2 separate regions of the Sminthopsis crassicaudata genome follow, and region 1 is linked to region 2. The links are chromatin contacts, called in public Hi-C maps. All regions are on one chromosome and are shown on one strand. Each heading gives the region's core, a stretch centred on a gene start, on an enhancer-like site or on the middle of the called end of the contact. The rest is flanking DNA. Distances are from core to core; before and after follow the strand shown. Region 1 holds the start of SYNM (synemin). Region 2 holds the start of TTC23 (tetratricopeptide repeat domain 23).

Region 1 (6,375 bases), core at 126-2,625, 160 kb before region 2:
GTCAGATTATGAAGGTCTTTGAAAGCCCAGAACAGAATTTAATATTTTATTCTGGAGAGGATAGGGAGCCATTGGAGCTTATTGAGTAGGGGAGTGATATAATCAGATTTGTGTTTTAAGAAGATGGATTTGACAAATGAGTGGAGTATGGATTAAAATAGAAAGAAGCTTGAGGTAGATGTGCAACCAGCAGATTATTGCAGTAATCCAGCATTGAATGAAGAGAGCCTGTTATCAGGAGAGTGGCACTGTTTAAGGCGAATAGGAGGGCATACATGAGAGATACTATAATGGTAACAACAGGACTTGATCACTGACTGGATACAGGGAGTTGTAAGAGAGTGAAGCTTCAAGGCTAATAACTAGGTTGCAAGTCTGGAGCACTAAAAAATGGAGGTTCACTGGACAGTAAAAGAGAATTTAGGAAGAGAGGAAGCTTTAGGGAAAGGTTTTGAACATGTTGAATTTAAGATGTCTATGGGACACCTAATTGGAGAATGTTGAAAAGGCAGTTGGAGAGGTGAGAGAAATCAGAAGTTAGGGCTATAAAAGTAGCTCTGAGAATCAGCAGCATAGAGATGGTGGTTGAAACCCTGGGAGCCTATGAAATTACCAAGTTCAATAAAGTACAAAGGCAGAAGAAGGCCCTGGAGAAACAGAGAGAGAAAACTAGGAGAGCAGTGACATGAAAATCAAGAAAGAAGAGACTATCAAGAAGAAAGGTATGATAGTGTTAGGGGCTGTATAGAGGTCAAGAAAGATAAAGCTTGAGAAAAATCCCTTAGATTTGGCAATTAGATCATTAGTGACTTAAGGGAGAGCAGTGCTTTGGTTGAATGAGGAGGTCAGAAGCTAGACTGAGTAGTTAAGGAAGAGAGGAAAGGAAGGTTCTCTCTGGTCCCTACTCTTCAGATGGTATAGGTACGAGAGCACTAAATCTGTATTCAAGAATCTGTTTGAATCTTGGTTCTGCTACTTGCTCTTCCTGATTCTGAGGTACAGAACTGGAATCATTAAATCTAGCTTTGGAGACAAACTCATTTAGGGAGATGGAATGGTTGTTTTTGGTGTGTTGATGTGTCTCCAACAGAAGGCCAGTTTCCCTGTGCCCCCAAACCCTTTCACTCTCTACTATTTAGTAGAGTTTTGTTCTGGATTGAAACCTGTTCCCTTGTTTACAGATGTTAGAGATAAAAGTTCAGAACTGGGGTTCGTAGTCTCCGAGGTGGGCCATTCCCGCAGAGGGCGCTGTTTGGCTATAGTGGTCCGGGTTCGTCCCAAGCTGCTATTGGATGGAGACCCTGGCCAAGGAGACGGCTCCCTGCCAGCTCCTCGCCGAACCCCACCCAGTCTTCCGTTATGTCATGTTGCTTTGCCAGTCTCTGTCCCAGAGTCGGTAGACTCCGGAGCTGCAGGATCGTCATCTCCGCTGCAGGGGAGAAGTGGAGGGAGAGGTCAAGGCTTGGACAGGAGGGGGACAGTTTTCATCCCGAAATTCTACCACCCCCCAAAAAATAAACGAAGCCACGATGCTGCACTGGAGGCTGTTAGGGGGAGATGAGAAAGCTCAGCTTCAGGAACTCAACGCCCGCCTCTACGAGTATGTGTCCCGGGTGCGGCAGCTGGAGCAGGAAAACCAGCAGCTCCTGGACGAGCTGCATAACCGGAGAGGGGAGGAGGACTGGTGGGAAGCATGGCAGGGTCGCTACCAGGCGGAGGTGAGCAGCTTGAGGCGACAGCTGGAGGAGCTTAGCTGGGACAAGTCCCTAGCCGAGGGGGAACGGGACAGCCTGTGGCACGAGCTGCAGGAGCTGCGCAGGCTGAGCGGGGAAGTGCGTGCGGTCCGAGGCCAGTTGGACGCCGAGCTGGGCGCGCAGCGGCAGCAACTGAAGGAGGCCCTGGGCGCCCGGGCCGCTCTGGAAGCGCTGCTGGGCCGCCTGCAGGATGAGCACCAGCGCCTGCAGGAGGGGCACGCGCGGGACGTGCGGGAGCTGCGGGCGCAGGTGTCCACCTTCTCTCTGCGATTCCGCGCGCGCCAGCCGCCCCGGGAACCCCAGCTCAATCTGCAGGAGGTGCACGACAGCTACGCCCTCCTGATGTCCGAGTCCTGGCAGGAAACTTTCCAATTGTACCAGGACAAGGTGCGCGAGCTGGAGGAGAAGGTGAGGCTGGGGCAGGAGAGTCGGAAGGAGGCAGAGGAGGAGAAGCGGCTTTGCCAGCTAGAAGTGGAGTCCCTGTACCGAGAGGCCCAAGAATTGGACCAGCTGCGCCAGAGGCTGGAGGAAGAGCTCCTGAGGTTGAAGGAAAAATACGACCTGGAGATGGAAGAGAACCAGGTGTGTAATAAAAATTCACAGTGATACGTGCTTCAAGGCGTACAAAGTGTCTTATCCGCAAACACTTTGTGAGGAGGGCATGTAACTCCTTCTTACAGATGAGTAAATAGAGGTGCACAAAGGTTAAGTGATCCCACAACTAGGAAATGTCCATCAGAAATGGGTTTCAGATCGCTTGAAACCCACCTCCTGCATTTTCCACTAAATCACACTACTTGAATTGTGTTTTTTGGGAACGGTTTAGGGATAACATCTCTGTTTTTGAGGTTCTTCTCCATCTCCATTTCAGCATGGAAAACCAAGCCTTCCCCCACAATAGTCCAAGAGTCGGTGACTTTTCCAGCCACCCTGGGGCGGGGTTAATGTACCTAAGGTTCTGTGGAGTGAAGCTTTCCTTTACTTTCCTCAGAGTACTTTGAGGAGTTTTGTGTCAAGGGAAAAGTGTAGTAATCTCCTTATCTGTTATCAAAGGGTATTATTTTAGTGGCAAAACTGCCCATTCACTAGGGAACGTTCGTATCAAGGAAGGATCCCAGAGAAAACCAAATTAGGGGCAAATATTGGGAAGTTGATCCGCCCTTGCACGCATGTCTGTGTTTGGAGGTGGAGAAAGAAGGAAGGTATGAGAAACTGCACTGGGCAATGACCCCAGGCATTTCCATCCAGCAAGTGGGGGTTGGGCTCTCCCTGCTGTGTCAGGGTCGGTTTTTGGAGTCATGAATCCTTTCAGATCTTTGTAAGAAAAAACATTTGGCTCTTCACTTTGGCCATATATAGTGAATAATTCTCTCCTTTGTTCTTGGAAGTGACAGGAATGGCAGGAATAGGTGATAATCAGATATAATATTGGATAATGTTACAAAGTTAAATCAGATTTTACTTCCTCCCCATAATTCTAAAGAATCATGTTAAATAAAGATTCAATGTGACATTTTACTTATTCTACCCCTTGCATTGGATTAATATAAAGTTAATATCTAGAAAAAGCAAAATCCATACTTTCTTAAAAATAAATAATGACTCTTGGAGTTGTGTACTATGTAGCTTAGGTTGTGCAGCTGACTCCATCAGACTTTATTGGAAATAATTCTAATTGTGCAGTGGTTCTCTGAAGTGATAATTTAAAGATTATGTAACTGCATACTTTATGAGGTCAGTTTGCAGTGAACTGTGCTGTTTTGATTGTGGTTTTTTAGGTAAGGCAAAAATAAAACTTTGAATATTTTGAGGAGACAGGAGACCTAGGATCCTTTCCTGAAACATTAGCTTGATACCAGCTTCATCATTTTGGGCAAAGCAGCCAATTTCTTTGTCTTAGTATCTCTCTTTCTAGAGTGGAGAGAACAATACTTTCTTTCCCTACTAATCTCAAAGAACTCTTGTGAATAAATAATAAACATGAAATGCTTCACATGTAAGTATAATCTACATTTTTTCACATACTGAGATTAGCCTCCCTGAAAAACATTTTAGATTTTTTTTTTAACAGTTTTGTCTCTAGTCTGGTGTCAATCAAATAACAGATATTTATTGAGCATCTTTCATGTGCCCAATGATGTGATGTGATCTCTGGGGCATACAGAAGTTTAATAAAGGATACCTCCTCAGTTTGGAATCTAGTTGAGGACCCTATCCCAAACTTTCAATATAATGAATTAGACAACCATTAAGAATCAGATTATGATGCTGTTTTCTAAAACAAATCCTTTGTTGCCTAAGACCTTCTTAGTGAAAACACTTTTGTCATAAAGCTGATATGACAAAACCTTGATTAATAGGAATGCTGACCAGTTGGATTTTCTACTTGTTATTGTTATCCAGAAAATCCTGTATGCATAAAATAGAAAATCTTTCCAAAATGTATTAATCCACTTAGTTGTGTTGAGTAAGTTGGTTGATTAAAGGTATTGAAGTATGTCTGGAAATCTTCCTGATCAGTTTTCTTGAATGTATCAGTATACCTGCATTAGTGAATATGAACACAAATCTCATTTGTGTGCTGTTAGCATTTTTGCAATGCTTATCAACAGCAAAATGCTGAATCAATCAGTACTTTTAAAAGGGAGTTAATTCTTTTTGGATTACCACAACATGATCTGTATAGAATAGACCCAAGATTTTCCACTCTCCCTTTTTGTTTTTCTGGTCTGGCCTTTAAATTTCTGTGAAAAACAAGAGGGGGATGGTGTTTAGAGGATGAGAAAGCATGAAAAATCCCCACAGAGTGTCCTTTCTTTACTCTCATGAATTGGAGTGATGTAATTTGACAAATTGAAGAGAAGATTTTCAGTTAGGAAGGAATCTTAGAAATCTCTAAACCAAAGCCCTAATTTTAAAAAAAATTCCTATCTTCATTCATTTATGGCCTGCTTGACTTGTTAACTAATGATCCTACCCTTATTTGGGGATAATATTTCAATATTGCAATAAAAAGAGAGAAATATATAGAATAAATTTTGAAAAAAGATGTTATTTGAATTCAGAAAAAGGACTGATAAATAGAAGTATGTATAAAATAATTATGTTTATATGTATTTATGCACATCCCAACACTCCTATTTATGTCTAATGAAAGCATTTCTAGGGCAAGAAGGGGCAGAAGGGGAAAAAAAAAGAAATATTCATGATAATTTTGTTGTTGATTTGAAAGGAATAGCAAGTTATGCATAGTAGATCTGCAGTTTCATGTGCAATCATCTTTTTATTATACTGTGTTATGGAAATGCATGTTTTAATCCACAAATTAAAAATACAATATATTTTTTTAAAAAAGAAAGAGGTATATAGAATCATAGAAACTGGACTCAAATCCCAGCTCTGCCCTTTATTAGTTGTATGGCTAGGCAAATCATTTAATCCCTTTGGGTGGGTCTCATTTTCCTCATTGGTAAAATAAAGTGGTTTGATTAGATGAGAGATGTAAGGCTGTGATTAAAATAGATTCTCAGTTAAACAGTATGGTGTTATATGAATTAAGAGACACAAAAACTACTTATCTAATTATCATTATTGAGATTTATTTTTGAATTTGTGATAGTAAATTGTCATTCTGTTTTGAGGATCAATTTAGCAAGCTTCTTTTATTAGTAACTATAGCATCATAGAAAAGCAAACCTAATTCTAATCTTTAACAAGTGTCTGATTTAGTACAAATATAAGTGATTAAAAGAGTAATTTTATGTCATTTAGAATTAAAACAATTATTTTTTTTTAATTTTTAAAGGAAAGTATTGAATGCCAAATGAATTTATTTCTGTTTATGAAATTTTACCCTTGTTATTCTTTTCTGAGTAGAAATTCAATTTAAGATTCTTTAAGAAGCATAATATCATTAAATGCCTAAAATGAAACTATTGTACATTTGCATTAAAAACAACAACTTTGAAAAATTCAAGAGCTGTTTTCAGTTTTCAGGAATATTAACTTGTATAATTAAATCTTTTAAATTTAATTTTAACCACTTACTAAATATATTACCTAGCCTGGGACTTTAAAATGTGATAAGATTTGTAGTATATATATATATATATATATATATATTTTTTTTTTAGTGTTTATAACTGAGGAATAGCATTTTTTTTGTATTTTAAGAAACCAAAAAATATTAATTTAGATTTGGAAGTTTGTTAAAAATTTTAACCTTTTAGAAATATTTTTAAAGGTTTTTAATACTTTCAAAAGTTGATTCTTTAATCTCTAAATTCTCATCTGGACTCTATCCTTTGGGTTTTGATCAACTAATTAAATTCATTTCTTTAGTTTACTAGAAAAAATAATATTAAATAAAAGCATAATATTGACAGAAAATTGCTGCATATTCAATAATATCTAACATTTAATCCAATTGAAATGTACTTTATTTTAGATTTTTATTTCAGCCTTATTAATGTACAAAACACATATTACACATATTAATTCACATAAGCACAAATTTGTATGTGTATATGATGTCATATTCAAAATCAGGCTGGAATGCACCTTTAATAAATTCTACTAGTTTTGTCTCACATAGTGACTTATATTTGTCAGAATGAGTTTT
Region 2 (5,953 bases), core at 1,772-4,271:
AAAAGAAAAGCAATGGTGCCACTTTGACTGGAACTAAGGATTTCTGGGATGGAGCAAAGGAATAGTTTGGAAAAAAAGATTAAAGCCGGTTTGGAAGGCCAAACGTAAGATTTTTGTATTTTATTCTAGGGTCAATAGGAAATCACTTCTTCAGCAGGGGAAAGACAAGAAGATAAAGACCCTAATTAGGAAGGAATTAAAATATTTACATATAGTAATATGTAAAAGGCAAAGGGAACCTAAATTAGGGTGATGGCTATCAAATACAAAAGATGTGGAAGTAGAATCAAAAATACTTAAGTGACTATATTTGGAAGATGAAAAAGAGGGAAAGAGGAATACGATTCAATTTACAAACCTGAATAACTGGAAATTCCGCAGATGGAGTTTCATTTACTTACTTTAAAGCCTTAAAGGTCTTTTTCAAGCTACTCTTTGAAGCAAGTAATTTTAAGGATGCTATAGGTTTAGTTTGAATGGTTCTAAGATGCTTTTCCAGAGCAGGTTTTGACAAGGGAATGATGGGGCCTACAGGTTGAAGGGAAGGGAAGCAGAGGGAACAATGTGAATAAAGGGTCAAATTAATTAGGTCTAAGATCTGAAAAGAAATATTTATTATTTTATAATTTTTCCTTTAACTGGAGTATTAGTCTACAATTCGAACAAGAGTACCTCATTACGAAATCAATCTTCTTGAAGTATGAGAGCTTCTTCTTTACTGAGATATCAGCAATATCATTATACTGGACCAAAAAAACCTTATATTGTAATTCTATGGGAAAGGAAGAAGGAAATTTATATTAAACATAAAAGGAAATTTACCTGTCTATTCATCTTGATAAAGATATTTTAACTTTATTATATATTTTTCTCATTAGTATTTATTTTTTTCAAATACATGTAAAGATCATTTACAACATTCATTTTTGTAAAACTTTGTATTTCAAATTTTTCTTTCTCTCTCACTTCTCTCCCCAACACAGCAAAGAATCTGATATAGTTTAAATATACGCTATCTAAAGGTGTTATTAAAAAAATAAAAATAAAATTCTTTCTTTTCAATGTTAAAACAGGAAGGAAGGTGCTTTTGAATTTTTTTTAATGATGCATCAAGATTTATTTTATTCAACCAAGAATTTATTAGAAGTATCTGTTTTTTTAAACATTAAAACATGTAAAGGTTTATAATATCATTCAATAAGCTGCCATGTTCTACAGTTGCAATAACTTATAATGGGTTTCTCCTGGTTTCTAGGTTTTCCTTTCCAACCCACCCTGTATATTTCTGCAGGTTAAAACAGTTGAAATCTGTTATCATTATGTAATTCCTTTAAAAAAAAAAAAAAAAAAGAAAGAAAGAAAGAAAGAAAGAAAGAAAGAAAGAAAGAAAGAAAGAAAGAAAGAAAGAAAGAAAGAAAGAAAGAAAGAAAGAAAGAAAGAAAGAAAGAAAGAAAGAAAGAAAGAAAGAAAGAAAGAAAGAAAGAAAGAAGAGAAAAGACCAGCCCCTCTTAACCCACTCAAAACAAAAAACCCACCTTGAACAGCTTGCCATTGCCTTAGAGAATAAAATCCCAAATCTTCATTCAGCTTGGCATTCAAGACTCTTCACAGCCTGAGCCCTGTCCACTAATTCACAACATGAAGAGCTCTTCACTCCAGCCAGTTGTCTTTAATACCACTAAAGCACACTTTGACTCATAGTCTTTCTTCTCTCTTCTAATCCTATCCTGCCACCACTTCCCTCACCATCACCTAATCTGAAATGCCCTCCATCTTCCTCTCCATCTCTTTAAATCCTACCCATTCATCAAGCCCCAGTTTATTTTCTAAACCAATTAATGTTTTTTTTTTTTTCTGAGCATTTCAGTTTGTGTTAATCTTTTCCTCCCCTGACCTGTATAGTACTGAACTACCCTGCTATATTATTATTTAAATGTTTTATGTGTATCAATTGGACCATAAGCACTGGAAAAGAAGGCTTGTGCCTAATCTTTATTTTGCATCCCTTTGGACCTAGTATAGTTCTAAGAAGGCATTAGACATCCAATAAAAATTTCTAGAGTGAATGTATGTGAAATGTTTTAAATATAGCATTATCCTAGGAGTTATAAATTGGTTCAAGAAATAGGCTTATCTTTTAATAATCATAGTTTTTGATATTGAAAAGTTAGTTATAACTTTCCAACTGTAAATCTGCTTCTGTCCTCTCACTGGTTTTCTTTTCAGCTATTTGGAAGATTTGTTCTTGCATTTACATAATGCCAGCCAAAATCACAGGAGAAAAACAAGAACAAGTAAAAACATGGAATTAAAGATTAAAAAAAAAAAAAAAAAAAAAAAAGGCCACACAATTTCAGAACTTAAGTCTTATTCTTACATTCATTTCTATGTTTTATAAATTTGTAACAATGCATATTATAAATATACTTCCTATTTATTTGGAATATACTTCACAGAAGTATCCCTTTTATTTTGTATGTGCGTATATAGATATAAATATAGATATAAATAATGTGACTGAATATTAGCAAGTTCAAACGAAAATAGTACGGTAAGGTGGTCAAAGATAATCACTCTTAAAATTTACAAAATTGCTTTAGATACAATATTTCCTACTCCATTCCCATTCCCACACTTGAATGTAAAGAGAAATTTGTACCTTCATAAAAACTTGTTACTTGATTTCCTTTGACTTCAGTCCTTTAACAATTCACTCACTTTGGCTTTTGTCGGATAGTGGTTACAGTTACTTCTTTAGAGAGAAATCCTGATAAATTCAAGAAACAGGCGATTTTGCTGTAAATGCCATTATCAACTTACATTGGATTCGGAGAAACTGCTCCAATTCACTGTGAGAAAAATTGCACAGTTGTCTATTTACGGTTTTCCAAGCCACTTCAATTAGTGTTTTCTTATTTTATACTTCTTTATATAGATTAATGTCCACGAAAATGACTAAAATTCAAAGAGCTTAAAACTAAATTAAGACAACCATTTCCCGGAAAAGAAACTTGTTATTTTACAAACCTGGATCAGGGGAGTGATTGATGCAGCTTTAGCCAATAAAGAACAAAAGATCCGGGATACCCTTTTCAGTCACAGTTTGCGACCCAATCCTTGGGATCCTAAGGCGGGAATTTTAAAAGGGGGAGGGAGGGTTGACTTTCTCTTTTCCTAGACCTCTCCTTAAAGCTAAATCCCATCATTTGAAAAAATTAACTCCTTTTATAAGTTTAAAAGTTAGTTACCAAAAATATGTTAGATGCTTTGTAAATATCTGATATTCTATTATGTAGCATTGTAAATCGAGATACATGCCACAAGAGCATCGATTTAAAACTGGAACAGCATTTCTATTTCCCCTTCCCCCACTTTTTAAAGTCCTAGACTTTGAGGCACAGAGATATTGACCTGCTCTGCTCACATTGTAAGGGAGGAGGCAGGGTTTTGAACTTAGTTCCTCTGACTTTGGATCCAGCATTTTTCCACTAAAGAAACCTTGAGTTGTTACTATGACTTATTATAAATCTAAACAGAAGTAATACCATACTTTGATTAGCCAATGCCAGTGATTAATTGTGGTCAGTTTTAAGAAGTAAATTTCAAATAATTTATTTTTATTATGTTCATGTATCTAGATAGCTTTGCTATACACATTTTGAAAGAAAAATGCTTTTGCCCCCATCAGATTTTTAATAACAGAAAAATGAGCCTTAATGCTTTGTTCTCTTAAAACTTTGAACTCCCTCTCACATCCCAGGAAAAGCGAAAGTTTTACTAACAATCATATTTATCTATCAGTATTGAGGCACTTTTCTTTATATCGAAGAATCTCAAAGTAGCAGAAAGCAGTGGATTAGAACCAGTCTATGGGTTAATCTCTGTAAAGCAATTTATAATTTTGTGTCTTTTGAACAAATCTCTTGATCTACGGGGGATTTTCTTTTCCTCCAATGTTAAATGGGCATAATTTTTTATGCCTCTAGATTGTTCTTGAGACTTAAATGATTTAATGTATATAAAGTTCTTATAATACTTTATGCAAATATAAACATTGTTATTCTATTCTAACCTACGGCAAATTAAGTTCTTGGAGATAGGGTTGTTCAGAGTACTAAACTCAGGTTCAAATGCCATCTGTGTGCCAATATGTGATGGATAAATCACTTGTCCTTCCAGGACGTTTCCTCTGATTATTAAGAGAGAATTAGATTAGATGGCCCCCTGTTTCCAATCTGTGACCCTCTGTTAGATCAGTGAACATTATAGAATAGCTCATGTTTTATAAGTCCAGGAGAGGTTCCTAAATATCCTTGGTCCTCAAAACTACTCTTTCAATTAGGTCACCTGCGAAGTATTATTCTCATTTTACGTGTGTCAGAACCGAGGCTTCAAGAAATAAAGCAGCTTGGCTAAGGTCACCCAACTATGAATTTGCTTTGCAGAATTCTGACTTCAAGTTGTGCTTTTTCTATTCTAAGTTTTCTGCAGAGAAATGCTGCATTTAACATTCACCGACAACTTTCTAGGATCAAGATAGGACTGGACATGCAATCTCATTCATCTATGTTAGAATTCCTTGGATGAGAAAAAACCCCTGACTAACTTGGTGCCGTGAGGTGCCCTGGATCACAGAGCCAACATATATCAAAGGCACGACTTGAATCCAGGCCTTCTAGGTTCCCTAACCGGTGCTACAAATGAACACTTATATAACGCCTACTGTGTGCCAGGCGCTCACTGTACTAAGCACTTTACGGCTATGGCTCCTCACAGGGAAGCTAGGTGGCTCAAGGCACAACATACCAAGCCTGGGGAAAAGAAAAATCACCTTCCTGAATTCAAATGTAATCTCTGACACTAGCTGTGTGACCGTGGGCAGTCCCTTCACCCTGTTTGCCTCGGTTTCTTCATCTGTAAAATGAGCTGGAGAAAGAAATGTCAAACCACTGCAATATCATAGCCAAGAAAATCCCAAATGGAGTGGCGGAAGAGTCGCACACCACAGCTGGGCGGGCTGTGAGCCTTTCCCTCCTCCGGGTGGGGGTCAGGGAGGGCCGGCAGCTGGTGAGTTAATAGCCACCTATTCCCAAAATCTGCCTGTCGGTTGAGCCCTGCCCAAACTCTCAGGCTTATCAGAGGGACAGGAACCTCTGATTACCGGGGTAATGGGGGAGCAGGAAGGTAACCCAGAAAAGACCGCAACCCCTAGGACAGAAAAAGACAAAGACAACAACGGGGCGGGGCCGAGGCTGAAGCGTCGAGCGCTTGTCTGTGAGCAGATACCGCGAGAACTAGTGCGTCTCGCTCTCGCGAGGCTTCCTTCCTTTTCCAGCCCCGCCTCCTCCCGCCTAGCTCCCCGCCCCGACTCCACCCCCCTCCCCTTTCCTTTCCTTCCCTCCCCCCCCCCTCCGGGCGCGGATCCGGGGGGCGTGAATCAATCGGAGCTGGGGCCCCCACCGCCCCTTCCCCGTCCCCGTCCCCGCCCCAGCCCACACGGCTCCGCCCCTTCCCCTCCCCGCCTCCCTAGCTGAGGGGAGCTCTGCCTCGTCTCGGGGAGAGCCTGGGGCCGTGGGCTCCGGCCAGGAGTGGATGTGAGTATCTCCTCCTCCTCCTCCTCCTCTTCCTCCCCGTCTTCCTCGTCGTCGTCGTCGTCGTCGTCGTCCTCCTCCTCCTCCTTGTCTTCGTTTCCGCGCCCCGATCTCGGCTCCGCCGCCCCCAGTCCGGACCTCCGCCTCTGCCTGTCGGGTCTGCCCTCTGAGGCACCGGGGCTCCCGGTCCCAGTCGGCCCCAGTCGGCCCCAGTTCCCAAGTGTCTCCCAGCGAGCCTGCGCCCTCACAGGGACTGACTGGAAAGATTCGTTTCCAGGTCCCGTCTGTCATGACCTCACCCGGCCGGGCCTCGTCGGCTGCTGCCCTCTACCCCATCCCCGCAGTATCCCCGAACCCCCGTT

Evidence for each region. Hi-C and Micro-C count contacts between places; a contact is called where the count stands out from the background.
Region 1: a Hi-C map of fibroblasts shows a contact between it and region 2, with 5 times the contacts expected there. The contact joins the promoter of SYNM here to the promoter of TTC23 in region 2. A contact is called at or near these places in 2 of 2 Hi-C or Micro-C datasets (fibroblasts and hippocampus).

What each region holds. Positions count from the first base shown.
Region 1 is chr2:553,201,999-553,208,373 of ASM4859323v1, reverse strand. It overlaps SYNM (synemin), which reads left to right and starts at 1,375. Exons shown (of 5, transcript XM_074295043.1): 1 at 1,375-2,336. The coding sequence starts at 1,530.
Region 2 is chr2:553,047,917-553,053,869 of ASM4859323v1, reverse strand. TTC23 (tetratricopeptide repeat domain 23) reads right to left here and starts at 3,021. Exons shown (of 13, transcript XM_074295038.1): 1 at 2,660-3,021; 2 at 673-772. LRRC28 (leucine rich repeat containing 28) reads left to right here and starts at 5,281. Exons shown (of 10, transcript XM_074295039.1): 1 at 5,281-5,594.